2 separate regions of the Capsicum annuum genome follow, and region 2 is linked to region 1. The links are chromatin contacts, called in public Hi-C maps. All regions are on one chromosome and are shown on one strand. Each heading gives the region's core, a stretch centred on a gene start, on an enhancer-like site or on the middle of the called end of the contact. The rest is flanking DNA. Distances are from core to core; before and after follow the strand shown.

The links. A called contact is a pair of places that touch in the nucleus more often than the background predicts.
Region 2: a contact with region 1 is called in a Hi-C map of leaf, with 5 times the contacts expected there. The contact joins the promoter of LOC107879219 here to the promoter of LOC107879210 in region 1. A contact is called at or near these places in 2 of 5 Hi-C or Micro-C datasets (bud and leaf).

The regions. Positions count from the first base shown.
Region 1 is chr1:127,561,615-127,568,580 of UCD10Xv1.1, reverse strand. It overlaps LOC107879210 (COBRA-like protein 7), which reads right to left and starts at 1,445. Exons shown (of 2, transcript XM_016726295.2): 1 at 668-1,445. The coding sequence starts at 1,214.
Region 2 is chr1:127,857,767-127,864,909 of UCD10Xv1.1, reverse strand. LOC107879219 (protein DEHYDRATION-INDUCED 19 homolog 4) reads right to left here and starts at 2,320. Exons shown (of 5, transcript XM_016726305.2): 1 at 1,912-2,320; 2 at 1,060-1,202. The coding sequence starts at 1,972.

The DNA.
Region 1 (6,966 bases), core at 196-2,695:
TCTGTTTCCAAGGCTTGAACCCGTGACCTCTTGGTCACATGACAACAACTTAATATTGCATTTCTGCAAGAGTCTGTTTCCAAGGCTTGAACCCGTGACCTCTTGGTCACATAACAACAACTTAACAAGTTACTCCAATCCTTCAGAATGTTATTTGTCAAATAACTGTACTTATCATTCTCCAATAAATGTAATTTAAAAGTAAATAGTACAGGACCCCCACGATTTTGTGAGAGACAAAAAAACCATGAGGTTAGATAGATTACCTGTTTGGCTAAAAATTTCAGAAATTTTAAGGAAGCTATCATCTTTCTCTCACTCAATAAACCAATTTGCATGTTAATTTAACCTCCAGCACCATTCGAAGAAACAACAACGACCAGCTTATGGATCTAAACTAAAGCCATTCCACTACACAAGTAGCACAAAAGAAATACTCCATAAATATCCAAACACTTTGGCCTAACTTTGATCACTAAAGCAGAGAAACAAAGTGGCATACAACTTACTTAGTTACAAATCAATCCGAATATATCTTCATGAAATTAACTGAGAATTCACATTACCAATCCTGCTAATTTAGTATTAAAGCAGAAATCTTTATTTTATTGTTATTGTATTTGCTAATATTAAGAGGTGCCCCAAGGAATAAATCCAAGATCCGTACCTTGCATAGAGGGTTTGGGGCAAATAAAGCCATCATTAACCAAAGAGATATTCGAGGGCATAGGGACATTAGGAGAGCCAACTCCAAACTGGGTACCCACAATTTTGATTTGAACACTCGTCTGTGTAGTATCTCCAGCAGTTTCAACAGCAGTTTTAAGATCGGATGCCGGAAATCCAGCAAAGCCAGTACCATTACCAACTAAAGCAGGAAAAGAAGCTCCATCATCAAGAACAGCATTAGAAGCAGAAACCAAAAGTTCGTCATGTTGAAACCCAACAAACACCCTCCATAACTTCAGTTCCTCAAGTCCGTTGTTAATTATACTGAGAATCGACTGAAACTTGTAGGGTTGACGAGATGGGTCCAATTTCAAAGTCGGTTTGATTTTGGATCCGGAAGTGAACACATACTGCAAGAATATACCGTTGCAGTCATCGGATGCCGGTGCCGGAGCCTCAGCCGCCGGAGATGTTTGCCCGGCGACTTGAACGGCGGCGGCGGCGGTGATGAGGAGAAAGAGAGAGAAAAATGTGGTGGGAGACATGTTCTTTGAATACTTGTGGATTTTCGAAGATTATTAATATATATGTCTGAATGTAATTGTCGTGCGTGTTTGTGTGCGAAGGAGAATGAAAACGCGGATAGGGAAACAAGAAAGGAAGACGAAAGAGTGTAAACAGCTTAGCTAAAGCTGTATTAGGTTCCCTTTTTCTAAAAAAAGGGTTTGAAATTTTGAAAAAAAAAAAAGGTTTTTATTTTTATTACATCTCAGGTTTATGTAATTTCACTTTGATGCCATTTGACTATATTATACTGTAACAAATCTTCATTTGCGTTTCTCTAATTCTTCAAGTTTTGACCAAGTTTATTTATTTTAAAAAATTAATTTAAATTAAGAGATGAGTTGATAAAAATAACGTCTTCCATTATATATATTGTTCGCAACAAATTTTGGTTAACGCTGAAAATTAACTGCAAATAAAAATAAAATAAACAAAAAAAATAATTTTATATAAATGAATTTTGCGGGTACAATTTTGTTATTCTCTCGATTCTTGATTCTTCTCTCCTAAGTTTTTCCGTGATTCGAGGGCCTTTGCAGCGTGATTCTTGAATATAGAATGATTCGAGCCTCCTAGAAATGTGTTTGGATCTCCGAAAATTATCTGACAGCACTTCGTTTTGTCGAGTTGATCTTCGGGCAGAACTCCGTTAGTTAATTCGTTGAAGAGTTGTGTAGTCAATGCAGAACTCCGTTAGTCAATTCATTGAACAGCTGTGTAGTCAATGCAGAAGCTTCCTCCAATGCTTGCAGAATGTCTTTCTTTTTTTTTTCTTTTTTTTTTAGAATGTTATGTTACCCCCTATTTATAGTTGTGGGGGTAGGCCTTAGTTGCTTGTGATTGGCCGAAACATGTCACTTTGACACTTGGCACCTTTTGACTGGTTGTTGAATTTGAATGAGATTTCTATATCATTTATACATATGGCGGCGTCTCATTGGTTTTGGATTTGATTGAAATGTCACGCCACTTGATGAGTTTGGGCTTCAAAGTGAGATAGACCTTGATGAAGAATAAAATAGGCTTATTATTTTTTTTTAGCCCAAAATAAGTTTAAACCCAATAACATATGACTCAAATTCAAATTTTATATGAATTTGATCCAATAAATTTTATGTGTCTACAGATGCCCCTACTTCAAGGTTGGTCGAGTGTAGGCTTGTCGAAACTTGCCGGTAAGACTTGAAGTACTCATGAATGTGTTTTCATTCTCATGATTTCAAAGGTATTTGTTTTTCCCAATGTTGATATGCCAAATTGAAGCATCGTGCGTTTGGTACCGACACTTATCGCCAGATTGAAGTTTCACGTAGTTGACATCAATCTGCATAGAACCGAGAAGCTTCATCCGGTCAACACTGTAGATGTGTTACATCTTTATTTTTTTTTTGTGCAGGTTTATGCAAATGATCTTGATGTCAGACCAAAATAGTCGACATGATTGATGTTGAACCATTTAGTGCACTACTTCTTTACTGTTTGATAAGAAAGTGACTTGGAATTATCTGATTTTAGCCTTGACGACGCTGAAAGTTTTCCATTTTAGCTTCAGTGAGCATGTACTTGGCGTCATTCTTGTGACCTTGTGATGATGAAGTTCTGAGTGTCTGTAGTCCATCGTTGCAAAGCAAGCATGTGGTGCATCTCATCCGTGGGGCTCGGCGATAAAGAGGCTTCGAGTGAGAGCATCCCATTCTTTTCAAGGAGCACATACGTGGTGCCATCCAGCTTGATAATATTGACACAGGGAGTAGCCTTTTCTGACTTTGGTGAGCAAGTACTAGGCACATGTCTACAAAAATATTTATTCTCCAATGGGAGAACAAAAATATGAGTTGTTTGATTCATAAAAATGGAATTCAATGTCCTATCTTGTCAGTTTTGCGCAGCGTCACGATAAATTTTGTATTTTGATGTAGGAGTATCAAAATCAGGAGCCGTTTTTTTTTTCTTTAGAAATGAGACTTGTAGAGCTACGTCTTACGCGAGAATTGCAATCAGATTGCACCCAAATCATCCCAGATACTGTCCCAAAACCGATCTTTTAATCTCGGTTCACTATTTTCATCAGCTTTGCGCATGTCACGATAAATTTCATATCTTGACGTGAGTGTATCAGAATCTGGTTCTATTTTTTGCATTGGAAAGTAGATTCACAGAGCTACGTCTCACTTGGAAACCACAATTAGATTGCATCCGAATTGTCCCAGATATTGCTCCAAAAACAGCCTTCTAATCTCAATTCGCTGGTTATTTCAGCTTTGCGCAGCGTCACAATAAATTCCATATCTTGACGTGAAAGTATTGCAATCAGCTTCCATTTTTTGCATTGAAAATTAGACTCACAGAGCTACGTCTCTCGCAGAAATCACAATTAGGTTGCATCCGAATCGTCCCAAATATTGCTCCAAAAACAGCCTTCTAATCTTGGTTTACTGGTTATTTCAGTTTTGCACAGCGTCACGGTAAATTCTATATTTTGTTGTGGAAGTATCAGAATCAGGTTTCATTTTTTGCATTAGAAAGTAGACTCGCAGAGCTACGTCTCACACGAAAACCACAATTAGGTTGCATCTGAATCGTCCTAGATATTGCTCCAAAAACAGCCTTCTAATCTTGGTTCGCTGGTTATTTCAGCTTTGCGCAGTGTCACGATAAATTCCATATCTTGATGTGGAAGTATCGAAATCAGGTTCCATTTTTCGCATTGGAAAGTAGACTCACAGATCTAAGTAAAGCGTGAAATCCATCAGCGTATAATCTCTATATTTTCTTAGGTACTTTTCCAAAGTTGCAGCCTAAATCTTGTGATATTGTATTTCTCCTCATATTTTGGATACTTCATGAATTTCATCATCTACTTCAAGTTTTGGGCCGCATCACTTCGTCATTACCATACTAGAGAAATATTCAAAGTACCACAAGTCTTTTTCTTGTTGAGAAGACTTTATTGCTTGAGAGATAATGAAGAATCCTTTTGCTTTAAGACGACATCTTCAAAGTACTCAAATATGCATTCAAGCTTCATACTTTTTATTCTATTTTTTTAGAGTCGTTCATAGTTTAGACTCATGCGGGCCAGTAGTGACATGCAATTTAAACTCGTGCCTTAAGGAGTGTTTTGACTTGCAGTTTAGGCTTGTGCGTCGAGGAGTGTCTTAACTTGTAGTTTAGGCTCGTGCATCGAGGAGCATTTTGGCTTGCAGTTTAGGCTCATGCATCGAGGAGCATTTTTTACTTGCAGTTTAAGCTCGTGCAGCAAGGAGCATTTTTGACTTGCAGTTTAAGCTCGTACAGCAAGGAGCTTTTTTGACTTGCAGTTTAAGCTCGTGCAGTAAGGAGCATTTTCTTGCAGTTTAAGCTCGTGCAGCAAGGAGCATTTTGGGAAAGAATTCTTGTAATGTAACTTTTCTTTCAGCACTTTGTAATGGAGTATGGTTGCACTTCAGTTTGGTATTATTGCCCCCATTGGTTGAAACAAATTTGCACTTGATCTTGTGTCAACTTTTGAAAGTTGGAGTTTAGAATCCTTTTGACATTTTTTTCTTTTGCAAGCGATCAATGTCCAAGTATCACCCTTCTTGCTATTGGAGAAGTCATTTTGCATGGATTTTCTCATTATTTTCTTCAAGGCTGGAACCCTAATTGGGTCAAAGCTCCCAAATTATAGCATGATGATTTTTTCAACTTTTGATGATTCCAGAGAGCGCATGGCTTGTAGAGCTTTTGAAATTGAACCTTTCATATGGTGCAGTTTGGCGCTAACATGATTTGCGTCAATTATATCGCTATCATCAATGATGATCTTTCCCTCTTGCATTAATTTCATGATTTTTCCTTCAGGATAAAGCATTTTGTGGTGTGATGATCGACAATACGGTGAAATTTGTAGTATTTAGGATCATCGACTTTGTTTGATTCTTCAGGTCGCTTTGACTTAGAAAGTTCAATGACTTCTTTGACTAGCAACTCGTCAAGAATCCCAGGAACATCAGAGTCGGGAAAAGGATATACCCTTGTTTGTAACTCCTTCAAGGTTGATTTATTTTTTACCTTTTGCATTTGTTGCTTTGGAGCTTTCTCTTTTAACTTTTGTCTTGAGGAGGCCTTCGTAAAATTCACTGTTGTCGTCGATTCCCCAATTTGATCTTCTAACAAGTCTTTAAATTTCGTGACTTCTTTCCTAGGATAAAAAACAGGTGACGTCATTCTATGATTTGCAATACTTAGCTCCATGTCATGAGCCCGCGTAGCTAATTCTTCAAAAGTTCAAGGTTTAATTACTTGGAGGATATACACAAGGCCCCAATGCATCCCTTGAATGCAAACTTCAATCACAGAAGTTTCAAAAAGTTGATCCTTGCAGTTAAAGCTCAATGTTCGCCAGTGATTTATGTAGTTCACTATAGGCTCATCTTTACTTTATTTTGTGTTTGTCAACTTCATCATGCTGACTGTACGACGGGTTCTGTAGAAATGATTTAGGAACTGACTTTCTAGTTGCTCCCAACAATCAATTGATTCAGACTCCAAGTCTATGTACCAATCAAAAGCATTGTCTTTCAAAGAGTGAACAAACTGCTTAACAAGAAGATCACCATGTGTACCAGCACTGCTATAAGTCTCAACGAAATGAGCAATGTGTTGCTTTGGATTTTCCTTTCCATCAAATTATTGAAACTTTGGCGGTTGATATCCAATTGGCATCGGTAAGCCCTTGATTTTCTTAGAATAGGGCTTTGAGTATCCTACGAAACTTTGTGATGGACCGCCATATTATGTCTTGATGGTGTTTGCAATCATATCTTGCAGTTGTTGAACTGTTAGAGTAGTCACTAAAGTGGATCGATCATCGTAGTAATTGTTACTTGTCTTGATGAGAGATTCACCATCAACTTTTTATCGCAGTGTTAAATTATAATTTGACTCTCCAGGATTGTAGATATCTAACTTGCTCATAAGTCGGGCAATTTGATGATCTTTCTCATCAACGAACTTCTTTAAGGCTTCAATGGTTTGCTCCATCATTACAAACTTCTCGTCCAAGTCAATTACATCAACCATGAACGTGTTGACTTTCATTGAAGTTGGAGAATTCATTAAGTTTTCAGATTCTCCAAAGTTGCAGTCAGTTTCATACGGTTCTTCTAATAACATAGATGCAAAGTTGCCCCCCAGGGGTTGTATTTACTGCCAAAATTTGAGATTTTCTCCTTTTTGTCATCTCCAAAAAGGTGAAGGATTGGGATCCATCCAAAGCACAAGCATTGAGATTGCGTCGATTGATGGAGCCAACAAGTTTAATCTCAGTAGACGTGGCATTAGTAGACTTCTTGCACAAAACTTCATTGATTTTTTTGAAGTTCATTGTAGTAGTTGAATTTGTGATTTTTTGACTTGTAGGAGGAAGAGATGAAGAGCAGAACTTGTCCCATTGGGCGTGCCAAAATTTGTTCGCCATAAATTTTCGTTAACGCTGAAAATTAAGTGCAAGCAAAAATAAAATAAATAAAAAAATAATTTTATATAAATGAATTTTGCGGGTACAATTCTATTATTCTCTCGATTCTTCTCTCCTAAGTTTTTCCCTGATTCGAGGGCCTCTGCAACGTGATTCTTGAATGTAGGATGATTTGAGCTCCCTAGAATTGTGTTTGGATCTCCGAAAATTGTCTGATAACACTTTGTCTTGTCGAGTTGATCTCCGGACAGAACTCCTTTAGTCAATTCATT
Region 2 (7,143 bases), core at 1,071-3,570, 300 kb before region 1:
ATCTATCGGAAACAGCCTTTCTACTTCTTCAAAGGTAGTGGTACGGACTGCGTACATCTTACCCTCCCCAGACCCCACTATGTGAGAATACACTGGGTTTTTTGTTGTTGTTGTATCATGAAAGGCTTAATCATAAGTCGCTATCCAAACAAATAACTTTTTGAGCCCTGAACCACTGGTGCACAAAATACACTTAGAATTCTTAGAAAGGGGTCAAAGAATTATCATTTATTTCCCTTCTTTTTTTCTTCCAGAGAAGGTAGCGATGTCTAACAATTGAACAGACCCTTTTCTCGTTCTACTTGTATTGTGTGAACCATCACATTACTAGAAGAATAAAAAGAAATAAGCAGCTCATATTTCAAATAAAGACCGCGACAGACTCTCTTTTTTTTTTTTGGTTGCTGGGAGCATTTTCCAGTAACTAGCAGCTTGATCAATTTAAGTGGTACGTCCACAAGTTTGAAAAGAAAGATTCTCATCAATCAGCTTCATGGTTGATCCAGATGTTATAGAAGTTTATCTTTAAAGTTAAACAAGTGACCGGTAATCAGCAGAAACCACTGTGCAATGTAGCACCAGTGTTACTTGCACATAATGCTTCTGATATTTTAGTGATGATATTATGTATCTCCATAATTTTCAGGAGAGGTAAACCAACAAACTATTTTTTTAACACCTAGATAAGGGGAACAGAAAACTATTTCACATCACTACTTTGAAATATTAAGGTCAAAGCTTCACACAACCAGTGTGATCACTGCTTTGAACTTTTAAGTCGAAGCCTCTACAGACATAAACACAGGTAAATCCTTAAAGGTACAGGATCATTTCATAAAATGAACACCATTTAGATTGCCAATGTTTATTCTCACAAACCCATTGGTTTACAGGAAGAGTAGTAAGAGAGGAAACAAAAGAAACCAATTCCTGATGGCACAACAAATTAGAAAGTTTTTATGACGGTCACCCTGGTTTTAAAAACTTAAGCACAACCTACATTTGCCAACTCAATGCAAACAAAGTGGGAAAGAAGTACTAGTAGTAGAGATACTGTACCCCATTCTTAGCTTCAACAGCATGCTCTTCATCGATATGACAACATAGTCCAACAATATCAAAATCCTCCGCACAGAAAGGACAAAGAAACTCTGGCCTAGACTCCTCTTCGCAATTATACTCCTCTCCTAAGTTATAGATATCTGCAACACACCGAAAATTCACTTCCGTAAAACAAGAAAAGCTATGCCTTAACATTTCCAACCATGTTACTAGATACAGTGTGAAAAGATACCCAGAAATGCAAACATAAAATTTTCTTCTCCGTGTATGTATCTTCCCTTGGAAAACATACACATTCCCCAAACGACAATTCAGAGAAAGAGATGAGAGTTGATAAAACAAAAATTTAAAACCTGCACATCTGGAGTCGCTCTGGGCAAGGAAAACCCTCAAAGAACAATTTCTAAAAATCCCAAATACGACCGACCAAACCCAGAAATGCAAATATAAAATAAACTATGCCACTTTTTCAATTCCAGTAAACTAAAATAAAGTTGTAATCTTTACACAAGGTTAGTTTCTGTGAAGGAAGACCAATAAACAACATTTTCTGTTTACATTACTGCTACAGAGAATAAGAAAAAACCACAAAAGCAAATGTAAATTTCTTCAAATTCAGGTAAGGAAACCCATTCCCACAAAACCCCAGCTCAGGAAAAACAAATGTAATTTTCGCAGTTGGTTCAATTCTGTGCAAGGAAAACCCATGTACAACAAATCAAAGCAAATGCAAGTGCATATTCCTTCATTTTCTTGCCAAAAAAAAAAAACACATCCACCTCAGGAAATAAAGCCAAAAACATTTGGTTGCAAATTTTTCACCTGCATAAAACGAAGATAACTACTAACCTGATCGAGATTGGTAACGCCTTGAAGAAGTAAATAAACGAGTCCAAGAATCCGAATCCATTATAAATATCTTGGACTTACAGATGATTTTATGATTAAATCCTTAGAAATTTCAATAAATACTTGTACCCCTTCGGCACAAAAGTGAAACCTTGTTGTTGTTGTTTTTTTCTTTTGGTATGATATAAAGGAGAGAGCCAGATTCAGATGATTTCACCAAGATTTAGACCAAGAAGAGGTGGAAAGAAAAAATAATAGGGAAAGAAGGGGGTTGTGAAGTTTCCTGGAAATAGGGAGGAGGAAGAACCATGAGCAATAGGCAATGACAAGGCTTATACACGCTTTTTTTCTTTGGTTATTACATAACAAGGCTTAAAAGTTGGAACTTTATTGCACGATTGGAATGTGCACTATGCACCTTTCACTTTTGGACCGACTTATTTATTACCTCCGCGTTGTCTACGAAATAACACATACCTTAAGGTTTGTTTGGCCAACGGAATTAAATAATTTAGGATAAAGTTTGAGATTAATTTTATTTTATATTTGATATAAAGTATTATCTAATTTTGCGATTATTTTATTCCATCATTTATATTAAAATAGGGAAATTACTATCTCATATGAATCAACAACAACAACAAACTCAGTGTATTCACACATAGTGAGGTCTAGGGAGGGTAAGATGTACGCAGTCCATACCACTACCTCTGGAGAAGTAGTAAGGTTGTTTCCGATAGGCCCCCGGCTCAAGATAAGATAAGTCATAAAAAACGTATACAAAGCATGGAACAATATGACATGACATAAATACGCCACCTATAAGGAGTAGTAAACAAAGAATAGTAAGCAATCGTAATGTAGCATAACAAGAATATTGCACCGGCCAAGTAAAGCCCTATCCTACCTACCGAAAAAGTCACTAGCCTTCTATCCTAATACGCGTTCTCCAGATCTTCCTATCTAGGGTCATGTCCTCAGTAAGCTGTAACTGCTCCATGTCCCGCCTAATCACCTCTCTCCAGTATTTTTTCGGCCTACTCCTGTCCCGCCTGAAACCATCCAAAGCAAGCCTCTCACACCTACGAACTGGAGCATCCGTGCCCCTCCTCATCACATGTCTGAACCATCTCAAACGGACCTCCCGCATCTTATCCTCCACAGAAGCCACACCAACCTTATCTCCAATAGACTCATTTCGAACCCTATCCCCCTAGTAAGCCCACACATCCAGCACAACATTCACATTTCCGCCACCTTTAGTTTTTGAATGTGAGAGTTTTTGATAGGTCAACACTTTGCTCCATACAACATGGTCGGACAAACTGCCACCCTATAAAATTTACCTTTAAGCTTGGGCGTCACCTTCTTATCGCATAACACCCCCGAGGCGAGCTTCCACTTCATCCATCCCGCCCCGATCTGGTGAGAGATATCCTCGTTAATCTCACCATTCCCCTAAATCATGGCCCCTAAGTACTTAAAACTATCCCTCTTACACACCACCTGAGAATCCAACCTTACTGCCACTAATTTCTAAGAAATTAGATAGAGATTGATGGCAGAAAAAAAAGTATAATGATCAGAAAGCAATAATGACATTTTGCAATAACGATCAAAAGGCAATAATGATATTTTGCAATAATGATCAGAAGACAATAATGACAACTGCCAGTTGGATCATCATTAAGTAACTGGCATGAGTATAATGGTCAGAAGGTAATAATGACAATCGCAAAATCATTACCCAACTGGATAACATATTATGTAAACCTATCCACAGTCCTCATTGCAAATGCATTGATGATACCTCACTAAAATCTAGTGGTATCACAATAACCCCACCCTAACAAACCAACATAAAAGTTCGATAGCTATTAAAAGACTCATTAATACCATATGATTTCCCATAAGAAACAAGCTAAAACATCTGCAAAATCCCTAAAATAATCGGCAAACTGAAACAAGTCGAACATGCAAGGTTATTCCAAGTGATGGAGCAGCAAAAATGCATCTCTCAGATCAATTTGCTGCATTAAAGATGGAGAAGATAGACAAACATAACAATAACAATAAACTCAATGTATTTCCACAAAGATAGACAAACATATTACTCCAGAAAACATAGAGAAAATTGCGCCCAAGTATTACAAGCTCAATACGCCATGCCAATAAAAAGTTGAGAGGAAGACCCAAAATTCCAGATACTACAGAAAAATTCCCCCTCAATAACTCAAAACAGAAAACTAAAATACTTAAGCAATTATAGGGCAACTTGCGAACAGGTTCACTATCTCCAATATCAACATCAAACACATGATCATATTGAATTCCATCAAGAAGAGGACGTGATATGCCATCATCAGGCCCATCAACCACTTAACCAATTTTATCCCAATTTTGCTCCATCATATTCCATGCATACGCCACTCCATTGTCCTCTTTACGAACAACTCCATAAATCAGGAAATTGCATGTCATAGACCAAAAATATGGGTGATTTTAGATATTTGACCCCAAATAAGAAACTTTGAAGAATAGTCTTCCTTACTTTTTAATATACTAAAAGTACCATTTTGCCCCTTTATACTTCAAATATATTTTAAAACTTTCCATACTTATTTATCTCTTAAATTTTATTTTTTATTATTTTCACTTTTTAATTTTTCCTTTACTTTTATAATTCTACTTTTTTCACTTTTTCATTTTTTTCTTTAAATTTATTATTCTGATTTTTATTATTTTCAATTTTTATTTTTTTATTTAATTTTATTTTCATATTTTAATCTATTTGTCTCAACCTTAATTTTTTTTATCTTTTTTTTACAATCATTATCTATTTCTTCAATCTTTTTCTTTTTTTAATTTAGTTGTCTTTAACCTTTATTTAGAGTTTTTTTAATTTCTCTTTTTTTTCGAGAATTTTTCTTAGATATTCATTCTCGTTCATTTTTTTTCCTTATTTCTCAAATATCCTTTCTCTTGCCCTATATATGAGCAGTTTATTATTTAATTGCACTACAAAAAATATGGGAGACCGCCCTATATCTTCAGGATGAGAGTGAAAATCAAAAACCATTAGGCCACAATTTTCAAACGTATCTGTTAATCTAACTTCATCATATAGCAAAGCATCATATTTCCCAATACTAAAGTTCAGTAGCATTTACTGTCAAGTGTTATGCAAAATATAAGGAAATAGATCAGTAATCCAGTAGTAACTTTTAACTGGTCGATTATACTCAAATGCTTGACAGATGACCTGTATTGAGAAATTAAAAACAAACTAAGCAGCATATAGAGAATGGCAATACTGCAATCTTAAAACAGAATACCACACAATTATGGAATTAGCATTTTGTGTAAGTATAAAGTCTAATTAGTCTATCCAGAAAGTGTATATCTTTCTGCATTTTGATCAGCATGAATAGGTTATCAATGTCTGTATTTTCGTCGTTAGTTGGTTCATATTATCTATTCCATCAGCCATTTGATCTACATCTTCATTCAGTTCATTCGGGTGCCTACATATTGATCATGATTCTGTTCATTAATGTCTTCATGTTGATTAGCATTTTGCTCAGCAGCTCCTAAATTTTGTTCATCAGAAACCTGTTCATTAGCATCTCCATATTGATCAGCATTTTGCTCAGTAGCACCTATATCTTGTTCATTAGAAACCTGTTCATCAGTGTCTCCATCTGGATAAGCATTTTGCTCAGCAACACCTACATCGTGATCATCAGGACACTGTTCATTAGCATTTCCATCTTGATTAGCATTTTGCTCAGCAGCGTCCACATCTTGTTCATTAAGAAACTATTTATTAGTGTTTCCATCTGGATCAGCACTATGCTAAGCAACACCTACATCTTGATCAGTATTTTACACATTAAAGCCCACATCTTATTCATTAAGAGTCTGTTCATTGGTGTTTTCATCTTGATCAGTATTTTACACATTAGATCCCACATCTTGTTCATTAGGAACCCATATTGTTCATCTTTTTTCCTCATTTATAATATATGTTCAAAATCTAATCAGTGCAATTAAAGAATAAATTGTTTCCTCTTGGGCAAAAATTTTCAATTTTAATAATTTTCTAAAGTCTTGCCTATGAGGCAAGAGTTGCATATATGTTAATAATGTAATCAGTACAATTAAAGAATAAACTTTTGCCCCTTGGGCAAAAGTTTTCAATTTCAACAATTTTCTAACATGAGGAAAGAGTTGCATATATGTTAATAATATAATCAGTGCAATTAAAGAATAAATTATTGTCTCTTGGGCAAAAAATTTCAATTTCAACAATTTTCTAAAGTCTTACCCATGAGGCAAGAGTTGATATATGTTAATAATCTAATCAATGCAATTAAAGAATAAACTTTTGCCTCTTGGGCAAAAGTTTTCAATTCAATAATTTTCTAAACTAAGTCTTGCCCATGAGGCAAGAGTTGAATATATGTTAATAATCTAATTAGTGCAATTAAAGAATAAATTGTTGCCTCTTGGCAAAAATTTTAATTTCAACAATTTTCTAAAGTCTTGCCCAAGAGACAGGAGTTGCATATATGTTAATAATCTAACCAGTGCAATTAAAGAATAAACTTTTGCCTCTTGGGCAAAAGTTTTCAATTTCAACAATTTTTTAAACTAAGTCTTACCCATGAGGCAAGAGTTGCATATATGTTAATAATTTAATCAGTGCAATTAAAGAATAAACTGTTGCCTCTTGGACAAAAGTTTTTAATTTTAACACTTTTCTAAAGTCTTGCCCATGAGGCAAGAGTTGTATAAATGTTAATAATCTAATCAGTGCAATTAAAAAATAAACTTTTGCCTCTTGGGCAAAAATTTTTAATTTCAACAATTTTCTAAACTAAGTCTTGCCCATGAGGCAAGAGTTGAATATATGTTAATAATCTAATTAGTGCAATTAAAGAATAAATTTTTGTCTCTTGAGCAAAAGTTTTCAATTTCAATAATTTTCTAAAATCTTGCCCATGAGGCATGGTTATAATTCATGTACAACAAAAGGGATGAATATTGTCTAGACTATCTCTAAGAAAGGCATGGTTGAAGATACCTACAACAGCTTCTTTTGTCACTTTAGCATGCTCCTTAACTAAGTCTTCTTTAGCACTAACATTAACCAGAGCAGCTGATAACTTTTCTATCAACTTTTTGGACTTTTCTTGGCTTCATTATCAATAATTACTATTTTTGAGGTCA